Linked DNA regions of Mus musculus: regions 1, 2 and 4 are each linked to region 3. The links are chromatin contacts, called in public HiCAR-type, HiChIP or PLAC-seq and promoter capture Hi-C maps. All regions are on one chromosome and are shown on one strand. Each heading gives the region's core, a stretch centred on a gene start, on an enhancer-like site or on the middle of the called end of the contact. The rest is flanking DNA. Distances are from core to core; before and after follow the strand shown.

Evidence for each region. Promoter capture Hi-C pulls out the DNA fragments that hold promoters and counts their contacts. HiCAR-type assays count read pairs that join an accessible place to other places. HiChIP or PLAC-seq counts read pairs in DNA pulled down with a chosen protein or histone mark.
Region 1: a contact with region 3 is called in a promoter capture Hi-C map of hippocampal neurons, with 2.4 times the contacts expected there. The contact joins the enhancer-like site here to the promoter of Kirrel3 in region 3. A contact is called at or near these places in 1 of 39 promoter capture datasets (hippocampal neurons), 3 of 484 Hi-C or Micro-C datasets (cerebral cortex, cortical neurons and uterus), 4 of 115 datasets of contacts at active chromatin or transcription factors (astrocytes, embryonic stem cells, neural progenitor cells and 1 more) and 1 of 9 other capture datasets (pancreatic islet).
Region 2: a contact with region 3 is called in a HiCAR-type map of astrocytes, with 4 times the contacts expected there. The contact joins the enhancer-like site here to the promoter of Kirrel3 in region 3. A contact is called at or near these places in 1 of 484 Hi-C or Micro-C datasets (cerebral cortex), 4 of 115 datasets of contacts at active chromatin or transcription factors (astrocytes, embryonic stem cells and pancreatic cancer cells) and 2 of 9 other capture datasets (adipose tissue and liver).
Region 4: an H3K4me3 HiChIP or PLAC-seq map of craniofacial prominence shows a contact between it and region 3, with 5 times the contacts expected there. The contact joins the enhancer-like site here to the promoter of Kirrel3 in region 3. A contact is called at or near these places in 2 of 39 promoter capture datasets (embryonic stem cells and stem cell-derived epiblast-like cells), 8 of 484 Hi-C or Micro-C datasets (the HL-1 cell line, brown adipocytes, cortical neurons and 5 more), 4 of 115 datasets of contacts at active chromatin or transcription factors (craniofacial prominence, embryonic stem cells and stem cell-derived neural progenitor cells) and 3 of 9 other capture datasets (embryonic stem cells, liver and pancreatic islet).

The regions. Positions count from the first base shown.
Region 1 is chr9:34,573,411-34,576,110 of GRCm38.p6, reverse strand. The region is part of intron 1 of Kirrel3 (kirre like nephrin family adhesion molecule 3); the gene reads right to left. Among named protein-coding and RNA genes, the nearest start is that of Kirrel3, 86 kb to the right of the region's middle. Within about 2 kb of position 1,335, at least 7 of the 459 cell types and tissues checked have an H3K27ac peak or open chromatin away from gene starts, as enhancers often do. A contact at or near this core is called in hippocampal neurons, where this site is marked.
Region 2 is chr9:34,556,963-34,559,754 of GRCm38.p6, reverse strand. The region is part of intron 1 of Kirrel3 (kirre like nephrin family adhesion molecule 3); the gene reads right to left. Among named protein-coding and RNA genes, the nearest start is that of Kirrel3, 70 kb to the right of the region's middle. Within about 2 kb of position 1,289, at least 74 of the 459 cell types and tissues checked have an H3K27ac peak or open chromatin away from gene starts, as enhancers often do. A contact at or near this core is called in astrocytes and cerebral cortex, where this site is marked.
Region 3 is chr9:34,487,443-34,490,168 of GRCm38.p6, reverse strand. Kirrel3 (kirre like nephrin family adhesion molecule 3) reads right to left here and starts at 1,438. Exons shown (of 17, transcript NM_001190911.1): 1 at 1,011-1,438. The coding sequence starts at 1,065.
Region 4 is chr9:34,395,111-34,397,810 of GRCm38.p6, reverse strand. No RefSeq gene overlaps it. Among named protein-coding and RNA genes, the nearest start is that of Kirrel3, 92 kb to the left of the region's middle. Within about 2 kb of position 1,375, at least 11 of the 459 cell types and tissues checked have an H3K27ac peak or open chromatin away from gene starts, as enhancers often do. A contact at or near this core is called in craniofacial prominence, where this site is marked.

The DNA.
Region 1 (2,700 bases), core at 86-2,585, 86 kb before region 3:
AAATGGCTGTGCACGGGACCAAAACATTACCATTATGAGACACTTGGTTAAAATATGGATTAATCCCTAGGAGAGTGTTATGCAAGATTCAGATATATGGTCTGTGATATGGATAGGATATATTTTTTTATTGCAATAATAAGTTTCTCAAGTCCTAATGGACCCTGTATTAACTGAAGATGACAGGCAGCAAGGGACGGAAAGCCTGCAATTTGTTAAGGGTGCATAGCAGTTCCAGGGGTTGTAAAAGATAAAATGCTTTGGAGTCATTAAAATCCATCTAAATTGTCAGTCTGAACCCAGAGCAACAAAGCTGACTGAGCCCTGTGTGTATCTGCAGGCTAACTTCCTCTACAGTGTCCTAGCTCTCTGAGACCTGACCGAAGGCTCCACATTGCATCTCTCAAAGGCACAAGGCTTTGCAGAACTCAATTGCAGACCTTCCTGGAGGAGCTGAGCTTGAGTACTCAGGTCGGGGGTATGGTGTAGCTATGTGATACACACACACCCATCAGCTGAAAGAAGCCTCAGCTTACAAGAGATACAGCTACACCAAGGGACACAGGCTGTGGCACAAAAGGGTCCATCCAGGGGACTGAGGAATCATGAGTCTTTTTTTGGTGCTTTTGGGCAAGCAGAAGAATCTCTAAATCATCATCTAAGTAGTTTGTATGTATGGGCAGCACAAGGCCTGGCAAGGATATGGAAAGCTTATGGTCAGACCCAGAAGGCCTTGGGCCATTCTAAAGAAAACTCTGGCCACGTTTTACAAAGAGCTTTCAAAGGTGCTGACGCCGTGTTAAGAGATTTTCATAAACTCACTTATTAACTCTTAGAACAGTTCCACGATGTAGATCATAATATCTCTACTGTATGGATAAGGAAATTGGGGGAGTGTCTCAGTCACTCAAAAACTGAAACCTGGTAGCCAGTGAGATAGCTGGGCTAACTGGAGCTCAAATTCGGTTTGATATGTTTTCCATAACACACCTCTCATCCCAGGAAACTAGGTGTGCAGTGAATTCTCAACACTCAGAGCTCACGACGCCTGAAGTGGGAGCACTGCTGAGATTCCTTGCTAGTCTACAATTGTGAAGGTAGAAAGGCCCAAAGGTAACCCCGGACTAAGCCTTGGGCTTAGTAGTGTTACGTTTGTCAGGAGGAAGGTTAAGCTTCATAAACGCTCTGCCCCAGGCTAACTACTTTTCTGCATTTTATCTTCTCTGGGGAAGCCATCGTCTCTGAACAGATGGAGATGGGGCAGAAGGGTTTGGGAGGTGGGAAGCCACAGAAGACATAAAGCTCCAAGGGATGACAGAAGGAGAGAGGGTGGTGCCGGTGGCAACAGTATGACAATTCTATGTTCCAGGCATGGCCTATCTAAGCAGGAGACACAAGGTGGGAAGGAGGTTTGCAAAGAAAAGGCAGTCGCCATACTGAGATTCTTTGAAAATGGCATTGTTGTCAAACTCAGAAAACAGTTTCCTACCCTGAATAAAACACTGACATTTGTCTAATTTAAAAAAAAAAAACCCTAATAGAGATTTTTGCAGACAGAGCGAACGAAGCCGTCAGTGCATCTGGTGGAAAAGTCTCCATATGGCCCAATCCAATGTGTACTGTGCTGCAGAGACCAAGCAGGGACTTTGTGTTAAAACTGCCCAGCCATTAAATTACCTCCATGGCCTTGTGGCTACTGACAGCCAGAGAAGCTGAGGCTCGGCTCAGATTTCTGTGTTGTCCCTTTTCTAGCTACCTAAGAATAATCTAGATGTGGTTGAATCTCAGAAAGTATTAAGGGTGGGAGGGGAGAATGGGAGAGAGGAGGGGTGTTTGTACCAGGGTGGGTGGTGAGTTCGTTAGACCATGCAGTAGGAACTAACACTAGGCCCTCCTGAGTGCCTATTAGCTCCACATGCATGCCACCAGAGAGGCAAAAACCAATGTTTGGGCCGGTGATGAGAGCTATGGCAAGTCAAAGGGCCTAGATGAAACGGAGCAAGGTCTAACAGGATCAGTCCAAAGGCCAGAGTTTCTTCCAGAAGGACAAATTAGGCTGAGAGCACAAGCAACAGGCAGCATGGACATCTTCCCTGGGAGGGAATGGTTGCTTCCAGTTTCATACCTGGCAAAGTAACCTGGCCCAGAGTAGCTCCTGGTCCCTACAGGGACAAGCTGTACCGTATCCTCTCTGAACCAGTTCTTGCTCCCTGCTCAATCCTACCTTTTACTATCCTAGATTAACATTTGTCACTTCCTTTCTTCCTGTCTCACACTCCCCCTGCAGCCCCAGGTAAATGTCCCAGCACTTTGATGGCCCAGGTTGAACCAACCCTTTCATACCAGGCACCAATCAAGAATGCACCGTAGGTACATGCAAAACCAGCAACACTGTCTGAGACAGAAACAGCTCATCTTTGCTATTATCTTTAATAAGACGCTGGTGAACATGGGAAGGAAGAACTTCCCCTCTCCCCAAAGAACTACCATGTTATGTCGAATCCATTCTGTTTCTGGGACCTTTGTCTCCAACCTGAGGTACTACAAAGCAATCTGGTCTGTCCACCTAATTGCTACTTTCTCCCTCATTCCCACTGGCAAAGCAAGTCAAGTGTAACTGGGGGTGGGAGGGGACTTGTTGCAATAATGGGTACTGTGATGAGCTTCCCTGGGCACTCTCTGGCTATTCATTATCATAAT
Region 2 (2,792 bases), core at 40-2,539, 70 kb before region 3:
AACCAGAGACTCAAACCCTTCCCCACTTCCCTTGACATCTCCTGAGCTTCCAGCAACATCCATGTATGAGGCCAGCACTTTATCCACTTTTGTTCTCAAAATCTCAGAGGAGCTGTTCTTGGGATGTGTGACCTTGGAGAAAGCATCCTCTAAAAAAAAGACTGTCCAGGCTGGACTTCTAGCACTTTGATCCTCAACTCACACGGCAGGGGATGCTACATGGGGATCTGTAGTTTAAAATAGGTTTTGAGGAAGTCTGGAGGGCTTTTCCATTGATACACGGAGAATTGAGGCCAGGAAAGCAATAAGATAACTATTTGTTGAGTGGCCCCATGCTTCCTCTATGCTGGAGACAGGCTCAGGGATGGATCTCCCCAAGGGTTTCGGGGACTGAGGCGTGCAATGAGGCATGAGCCATCGATGTGTGCTGTGGTCAAGGTGTTTTTCAACAGAGCCCACAGAAGGGAGTGTCCCACTCTGCATAAAAATGTCAGTGACTCTGAGGATGGACAGAGGGTTGCTCAGCAGAGAAGTGGGCTGGATCCCAGTAGAGGGGCGACGAGTGACAACGGTTTGGACTTGCAGACCGCAGAAGCATTTCTTTCGCTGGACCACAAGCTTGTGAAGGGTGACCAGAAAAGAGGACAGAAAAGTTCCCGGAGGGATCTGATTTCCTAGGGCTTGAAATACTTCACAATTTGTCTTGTAGGCAACTGGGGGTGGGGTGTGGGGTGTGGGCAGTCCGTAGGCTGGGGAATGTCCTGATGTCGGCTGGGCTTTGGGAAGACTGCTCAGAAATCAGACACAGTGCCCTGAGTTCCTGCCTCCATGACAGCTCAGGAACTGTGGCCCAAAGGACAGAAAGCAAGAAAGTCCAGTGAAGGCAGTACTGGGAGGGGACAGAGGCCTGGGCTTCCTTTGCAGGATTCTTCATGCTCCAGGGAAGCTTTGAACAAAAGCCAAGGAAGCCAGAGTGGTACATGACCCAGTTCTGCAGCCAGAGAAACAGCATTTACGGAAGCTGTTGACACTCCAAGTCAGCCAAGCCCAAAGACCAAAATGCCTGGAGTCTCTGTGAGTCCCTACTCCCTGGAGAATCTGTCCACAGCATCCAGTCTCCCCTCAGTAGGCTACACGTTCGCCTAAGAGGGATTCCACATTGAACATAACTCAGCCCCAGGCAGTGGTCCTCCCTGCTTTCTTTTCATCCTGGAGTTTCAGAGTGGCTTAAGTAACAGCACGCGACACATACAAAGAAGCAAGATGAGGGCTTGTAATTGCATCAGAGGGCTGTGAGGGAGCCACCCCACCCCCACCCCAGCAACCCCTAAAAGAACTTGAGGGAAGAGGAGGGAGGGGTGTGCAATTTGTTCATTTCTTTCATTTTATGGAACGCTTCACTTTGCTTTCAGCATAATTATTGTTGTACTTTTTCCTGTTCCCCATTTGCCGCGTTAAAAAAAAGTCCTGTACTCCCCCTGCACACTTTTTCTTAATGCATTAAAATTAATAACTCGTAACAGTGACCTAATTTGCTTTGAGTACTGTAACTCAGGGGGTTTTGTTTTTGTTTTAGTTGTGTGGGTTTTTTTTTTTTTTTTTTAAACCTCCCTCCTAGATCTGCCAAACCCTTGACAGGTTACTGTGGCAACAGGCACAACTTGGTGAGTTCATGAATGAGCCTCTTTGTGCTCGCAAAGCCCTCTCCTCCGCCATTATTTGAGATGCGCATGTTTCTCCCTTGCCAAGGGAGCCCTGTGCTTGGTGTGTTGGAATGGGGCTGCTCTGAGCATGGTCCCTAAGACAACATCCAATGGCCACTACCCCTTGCCTGGCACCTGCCGCAAGCCTCCTCACCTTTTCTAATTCCACTCAGGTTCTGTGGCAAGAGCCCTTCCCTGCCTGCAAAGGTTCTCCATCTTAACATTTGCCTCTGTGGCTAATCTGCTTTTCTGGACTCCAGGTCTCCACCCTTCCCTACCAGGGCCTCAGATCTTACTTAACTAGGAAGTTGGCTGTGGATTAAAGCTGGTCACAGGCTTCTCTCTATCCCTTAGCCATCACGTCCATCTCACCTGTTGTCTTTCTCTGCAAGGCACTTCTTATCTTCTCCCTGTGCTCTTCCCTGCCCCATCTAGAACACTGCATACTATGGCAACCAGAAGTCACACCCCACCCCTGCATCAAGGCCCCTTCTTCCTCTTAGAACTACCTCAGAACCTTGCCCCAGACTATCAGGCTACTTAAGATCTGCAGACATGTAGTTTTGGCTTTACTGTAACCAACACCCTCTGCCTTTTCTCCTTGCTACCCTGACATTGCCACACTATGCCATGGATGTTTTTCTCCAAGCTTGGAATGATTTATTCCCTCTGCCCATCTCTGCTTCTGTATGTGGAAGTGTTCCAACAACCCTCAGAGCTTGGCCCATCATATAGCCTACATTGTCTCAGTTGTGTGAATACCTGCCTCCCAGGTTGTCAGCAAGCTCATGGAAGGAGAGGGATGCTTCTGGGTACTGCTATATCTCTGACACCTGGCATACAGCCTGCTTACAACTGTCTTTCTATATCATTCAGGATGTATGAATGAGTGAGTGAATGAATGGACTGGAATCCATTACTGACCTTTCCTTTATTCCCCTCCCTTCTTTGACATTTCGCTTACTCCCTCCTTTCTCCCCCTCCCCCTCTCCCTTCCTCCCTCTCCTTCTCCTCCTCCTCCTCCTCCCCCCCTCCTCCTCCTCCTCCTCCTCCTCCCCCTCCTCCTCCTCCTCCTCCTCCTCCTCCTCC
Region 3 (2,726 bases), core at 189-2,688:
TTTTACCCTTCATTTAATCAACAGATGGATGTTCTCTGTTGTGGATTTTTTTTTTTTTTCTGAAAGTCCTGTCCCTCCAAGAGCTGTGCTGGCAGGCACACATGCTGCCTCAGATGGCAGAGGTGGCACTGCCATTCCAAAAGAGTGGGACGGAATGGGTTGACTTGGCTCTTTCAGTCTTAATTCCACAGGTGACTGTTGATGCCTTTAGCTAAGTAGGCGCGTGCTTAGTCCTCCCTCCACCATGACCCACCCCATGACTCTCAGTGGCAAGGATCCCAGAGGTAGCAAAGTTCTTTCTGGAGAGTCCACCTGCTAGGATTGCAGAAAGGAAGCAATCGGCACCAGGGGCGAAATTCCATTTCATACACCTAATCCAGTGCTTGGTAGGATTCAGAATTCAGCCTTGCTCAGGGAAATGGGTGACATTCAATGTAACTCTTTACAAGCGTTCTTTTCCCCAGCCACTGTAAATACCCGCCTCAGAACCTTCCCTAATCGCATCCCTTTCTGCAACTGTGCAGACCTCGCACATTTGCTTTAAACACACCCGGGCAAGTTAGACCTTACTGAAACTGAAATCTCCACCTACGCCAGGCTCCCCTTTTCCAACCTGGCTAGAAAGGCGAGCAGGCACCCAGAAGTTCCGAATGGCCTAGCCACACGGATGTTACCTAATTAATATACCGGGTGCATAAAGAACTTACATGCATCGGAGAGTTGGAGTTGGACGTGGACAAGAAAGACGAGAAAGTGCAGCCTCCCCTGTTCTCCCAGCCCCTTCCTTCCGAAGGGAAACCCACAGTTCCATTTTGTAGCATTTGCAAATGCAAAGAAGCAATGCTACTTAACTGCCAATGGGCCGGCACCAAGACCCTCAGCTAGTACGAGTTCCCGAGCCTGTCCACCTCCCAGCTCTCAGCCCTCAGCCCTCAGCCACCCGCGCCCTCCGCTGCCGCCGCCGCCGCCGCCGCCGACTTTGCTCCAACTCCGGCGCGCCGGGTTCCTACCTTGACTGAAGAGGAAGAAGCAGAGGAAGAGCAAATCCAGCTGGAAAGGTCTCATTCCTCAGCGCGCGGGCAGCCGGCGGGCAACTTGGGTGTGCAGTTAGTTTCTCTTCAAGCGCGGCGGCTGGGCTCGCGGTGCTCAGCCTCCGCCGCCGGTCCTCCAGGGTTCGCGCCGACCATCTATCTGTCAGTCGGTCTGTCCCTCCTCTGGTCCGCTTAGGTCTCGTTGTGTCTCCGGGTATCTGCAGGCAGCCGAAACCAAATGCTTGTTTTCAGTCGCCTCGGGAAGCCGGGATCCTTAGCAATGTGCCCACTCGGAGCAGATCCATTCTCTGGTTCTTGGCATCCCAGGCACACGGCTTCCTCTGGCGGGCTCCTCCCACAGCGAGCGAACGAGCTAGCGAGCGGGCGAGCGAGCAAGCGAGTGACGAGTGACAGAAGGGCTCCTTTCACAGAAGCTGGGGCGGGGGGAAGAGGGAGGGGAAACAGGTCATAATTAAAGAGGAAACACTTGGAAAGGGGAACGCTTTGCAAAACGGGAGGGTTGCAGAAAGGCTGTGCTTTTCTTCTTTTCCCTAAACAGGGGGATACTCTGCTTTTGTTACCATTATTGACCAGAACGTATAGTGAGCACCGAGCGGAGCTGTGACTTTCTGTTCACACGATGTAATGTTGTTAAACGGGAGTGAAGTTACCGATGATTAGACTCGTGCACATGCATCAAAATGTGCCTGCCTTGCTGTTGCACTAGGGACTGGCAACTGGGCTAAAAGGTAGTCAGGGGTGCATCTTTCCCCAGCAGGGACTTAGCCAGTGTGTGTAGCCAAGGCTAGGGAGTTGAGATAAGCACAAGCAGGGCAGGCTTTGCATTTGGGGGACTTTCTTGGTGTGTGTGTGTGTGTGTGTGTGTGTGTGTGTGTGTGTGTGTTGTGTGCGTGTGTGATGTGGTGACTGGGGTGATGGTGGTGGTTTGTGTGTATGTGTGTGTGTGGGGGGGGGTAGAGGAGTGGAGGAGGGGGTTGGAATTGATAAGCCCTGGGTGTTTGGATCTTAGTTTGCTTGCACTGCTCCTAGAAAACAAAATGCAGGAGTTAAGAGCGAACGCAGGCAGGTTTGTGACACATACCTATTTATTACTATTATCCCAGTCTGTGTCTCCCCTAACAAGGACAGGCAGCAGTCTGTCTTTGCATTTGAGCCTCTCTCCTCTAATGAGCACTCCATCACTATAAGGATGCCTCTTCTCCAAAAGGTGCTGTGAGTTTGATTGCCAAGGAGAGGCCAAGGTCATAGGCAACAATTTCTTAAAAACCTGCAAGTCTTTTACCTGTCATGAAATCCACACTCAAATCAAACTCCATGTCCTCCATGATAGCAACATGAATTTTTCTAGGTCTATTTACTTGATACACATTTAGGCATGCCATGGGGGAAAGTAAAATTGACCATGCCTCCAGGAGCTTGTGATCCAAAGTGGAAGTTGAGTGCATACAAGACACAAACTCTAAGTATCTTACAAAGCAACACATAAAAATATGCAGTGTTATAGAGAGTGGGTGAAGAGGGACTAAAGGGAGAGATGGGGAAAATGAAAGATGCTTTCTCAATGTGCGTCATTCAACATTCAATTACAAAATCAATCATTACTTTCTGCAGTCTTTGGACCTTAGGGAGTCCTTTTAGGGATCTCTTACCCTTCCATCAGTATTACAGATATGG
Region 4 (2,700 bases), core at 126-2,625, 92 kb after region 3:
GTCAGAGTCTGTTACCTATAAATTTCTTCAGTGTTAAGAGATAATTTGAGTTCAAAGGTGTTAAACATGGATCTCAGGGATGTGTACAGTTGCTGAAAGGCATTTTGAAGCTAGAAAGGACACATCATGCCAAAGGAACCTGTTTTGGGTGATGGAATAACGATGGCATGTTTGGTTAAAGACCAGGGAACGGGTCTTTGCACTACTCTCAGTACCGAGCTGCTTAGTAAGAGACCAGGACACCTGGAATCCAGTCTCAACCCTGTTCTAGGATACCGGTTGAAAGGCCCGTTTTCCTTAGACATCCCCACATCCAAAGCAGAGACCAGAAGAATGACAATTGCCTGGACTCTTAACTTTGGAGAGAGTAAAGGTTGGGATGAAGTGTGTTGAGATTCTGTGTGTGTGTGTGTGTGTGTGTGTGTGTGTGTGTATGTGTGTGTGTGTGCGTGCACACAGTATGAACTGTGAAACCTCAGGTGTCCTTCCTCAGGCACTGGCCATATTTGTTTTGAGACAGGTTCTCTCACTGGGCTGGAACTTAACAAGCAGAATTGGATCCTACCCCTGACCTATCCAGGGCTTACCTTATAAGTATAAGCCACCATGCGTGGATTTTAAAATCTGGGTTCTAGGGTTCAAATTCAAGCCCCCATGCTTTCAATGCAAGCAGTTTACAAGCTCTACTTCCCTGAGCCCTTTGACTTGAGATTTTGAAGGAAACTACAATCAGGGAGTGATATCACAATGATACGTTTTTTGCTAGGAGGATTACTGGGGTTTTTGTTCTGGAGATATGGCTTTACCTGAGCCAAAGAAACTGAAACATCTTTATCTGGAGGAGTGACTGTTTACCAGACACTGGGTGTTTGAGTTTTGCATAGATGTGGCATCAGAAGCCTGGGGAGGGGATAGAGCCTTGTTGAGATCACTGAGTCAACCGTTGAGTGGCATTTCCTCTGGCTCCTCATATGTCTGGGGGCTGAAAACCACTCCTCCCTTGCTGGGACCCTTTGGTGGCATCTGTTATTTAGCTTAGGGTTAAACTGTGTCCTGTCAACAAGTTTGTTACTGGACACTTTGGACAGATCATTCAAACTCAGTACCAATAGATAGGGATTGCACAGATGAGTGACCCCAGACCTGTGCTCATCTGTGAACCAGCTCTAATGGTCTGCCCTACCTGCACTGGAGGATGGAGACTGACTGCCAGTACATTCTCCAGGTAATGTTTGCCCATTGGCCAGGGAACACTGGCCCAGAGCCCTGGTTTTAGTGTAACAGAAATGGATACCTCTCTGGGGATCTCTTGGGCCCCAGTTAACTTCTGTGGATATGAAAGAATAGTTTCTTTTCCGCCATAGCTCACTGCAGTGCTTGGAAGATCAAATGACACACTAGATGGGAAAGTACTCCTGGAGGCAGGCACATAACACAGGGGAAGTGTGTGGCATTTCAGGCTCGCTGGCAGCTAGCCCAGCCCCACCCAGTTACCCAGGGAGTGGGTTTCATCTGCACCGCCAAATTAATCTATTCCTCTGCTAGTTCTCCTACACCCACTTTGAAACAACATCAATTTTGGTTGCTTTCATCCAGACGGCAAAGAGCATTTGAATTCACATTACTGCCTTTAGTGAGAAAGAATCTCTCTCTTCTTTGCCTCCATTACAAAAAAAAATTTTTTTTTTGATACACATTTGCTGTGGTGCCTGGGACCTGGTGCAGAGGAGATTAGCGTGGTGCTCAGCCACTGGCCATGCCTCCAAGGAGCAAAGCTTTCTGTTTATCTCTGAGAAGCAGACGCTTTGGATTTTATCCCTAGGGGAATTTATCAGGGTGCCCTGAATTCATTCATTCATTCACTCTCATATTCCTCCTGGCCCCAGATGTGTGGCAGAGAGAGAGAGAGAGAGAGAGAGAGAGAGAGAGAGAGAGAGAGAGAGAGAGAGGCAGAGGGAGAGGGAGAGAGAGAGGGGGAGGGAGGGAGGGAGGAAGGGAGGGAGAGGGAGAGAGGGAGGGAGGAAGGGAGGGAGAGAGAGGCAGAGGGAGAGGGAGAGGGAGAGAGAGAGAGGGAGAGGAAGGGGGAGGGAGAGAGATAGGGAGAGAGAGAGTGTTTTGTATGTCAGACATGTCAATGTTGGCTACTGTGTATCTGGAAAGATGTGTGTGTGTGTGTGTGTGTGTGTGTGTGTGTGTGTATGTAGCATTTTTGGTTTGTCTGCACTTTTATTCTCTTCTTCCTGAACATATTCTTGGGTGGGTTTCTTATCCTCACCAGTGGCAGCCTCTGTTGGCCATGGTCCTGGCTTTCATATCTATCTACCATACACGGATTTCTTTCGGCCTCAGTAGGCCCCATTCTGTGGCTTGGCATTTTCGGAGCAACATCAGACAGGTATGGTTTGCAGTACTCGGAGCAGGAGAGCACGTCACTGGCCATGTGTTTAAGGAGTTTGTTTTACTGTCTTTTTCGGCGTGGGTGCACATGAGTGTGCAATCAGAAACATACAGGTCTTCCTGTGCGCGCATTGTAAATGAAGGGCTTGACTTCTATGCTGAATGTATTAGTGCACATGTGGCTTTTCTGAAACTGTGAACCAAAGTAAACCTCCCTTCCCTTTAAGATTCTCCTCTCGAGTATTTTGTCACAATAACTGATAGTCAATTAGCACAATCAGGGCCTGAATTTAGGCGGTGGTA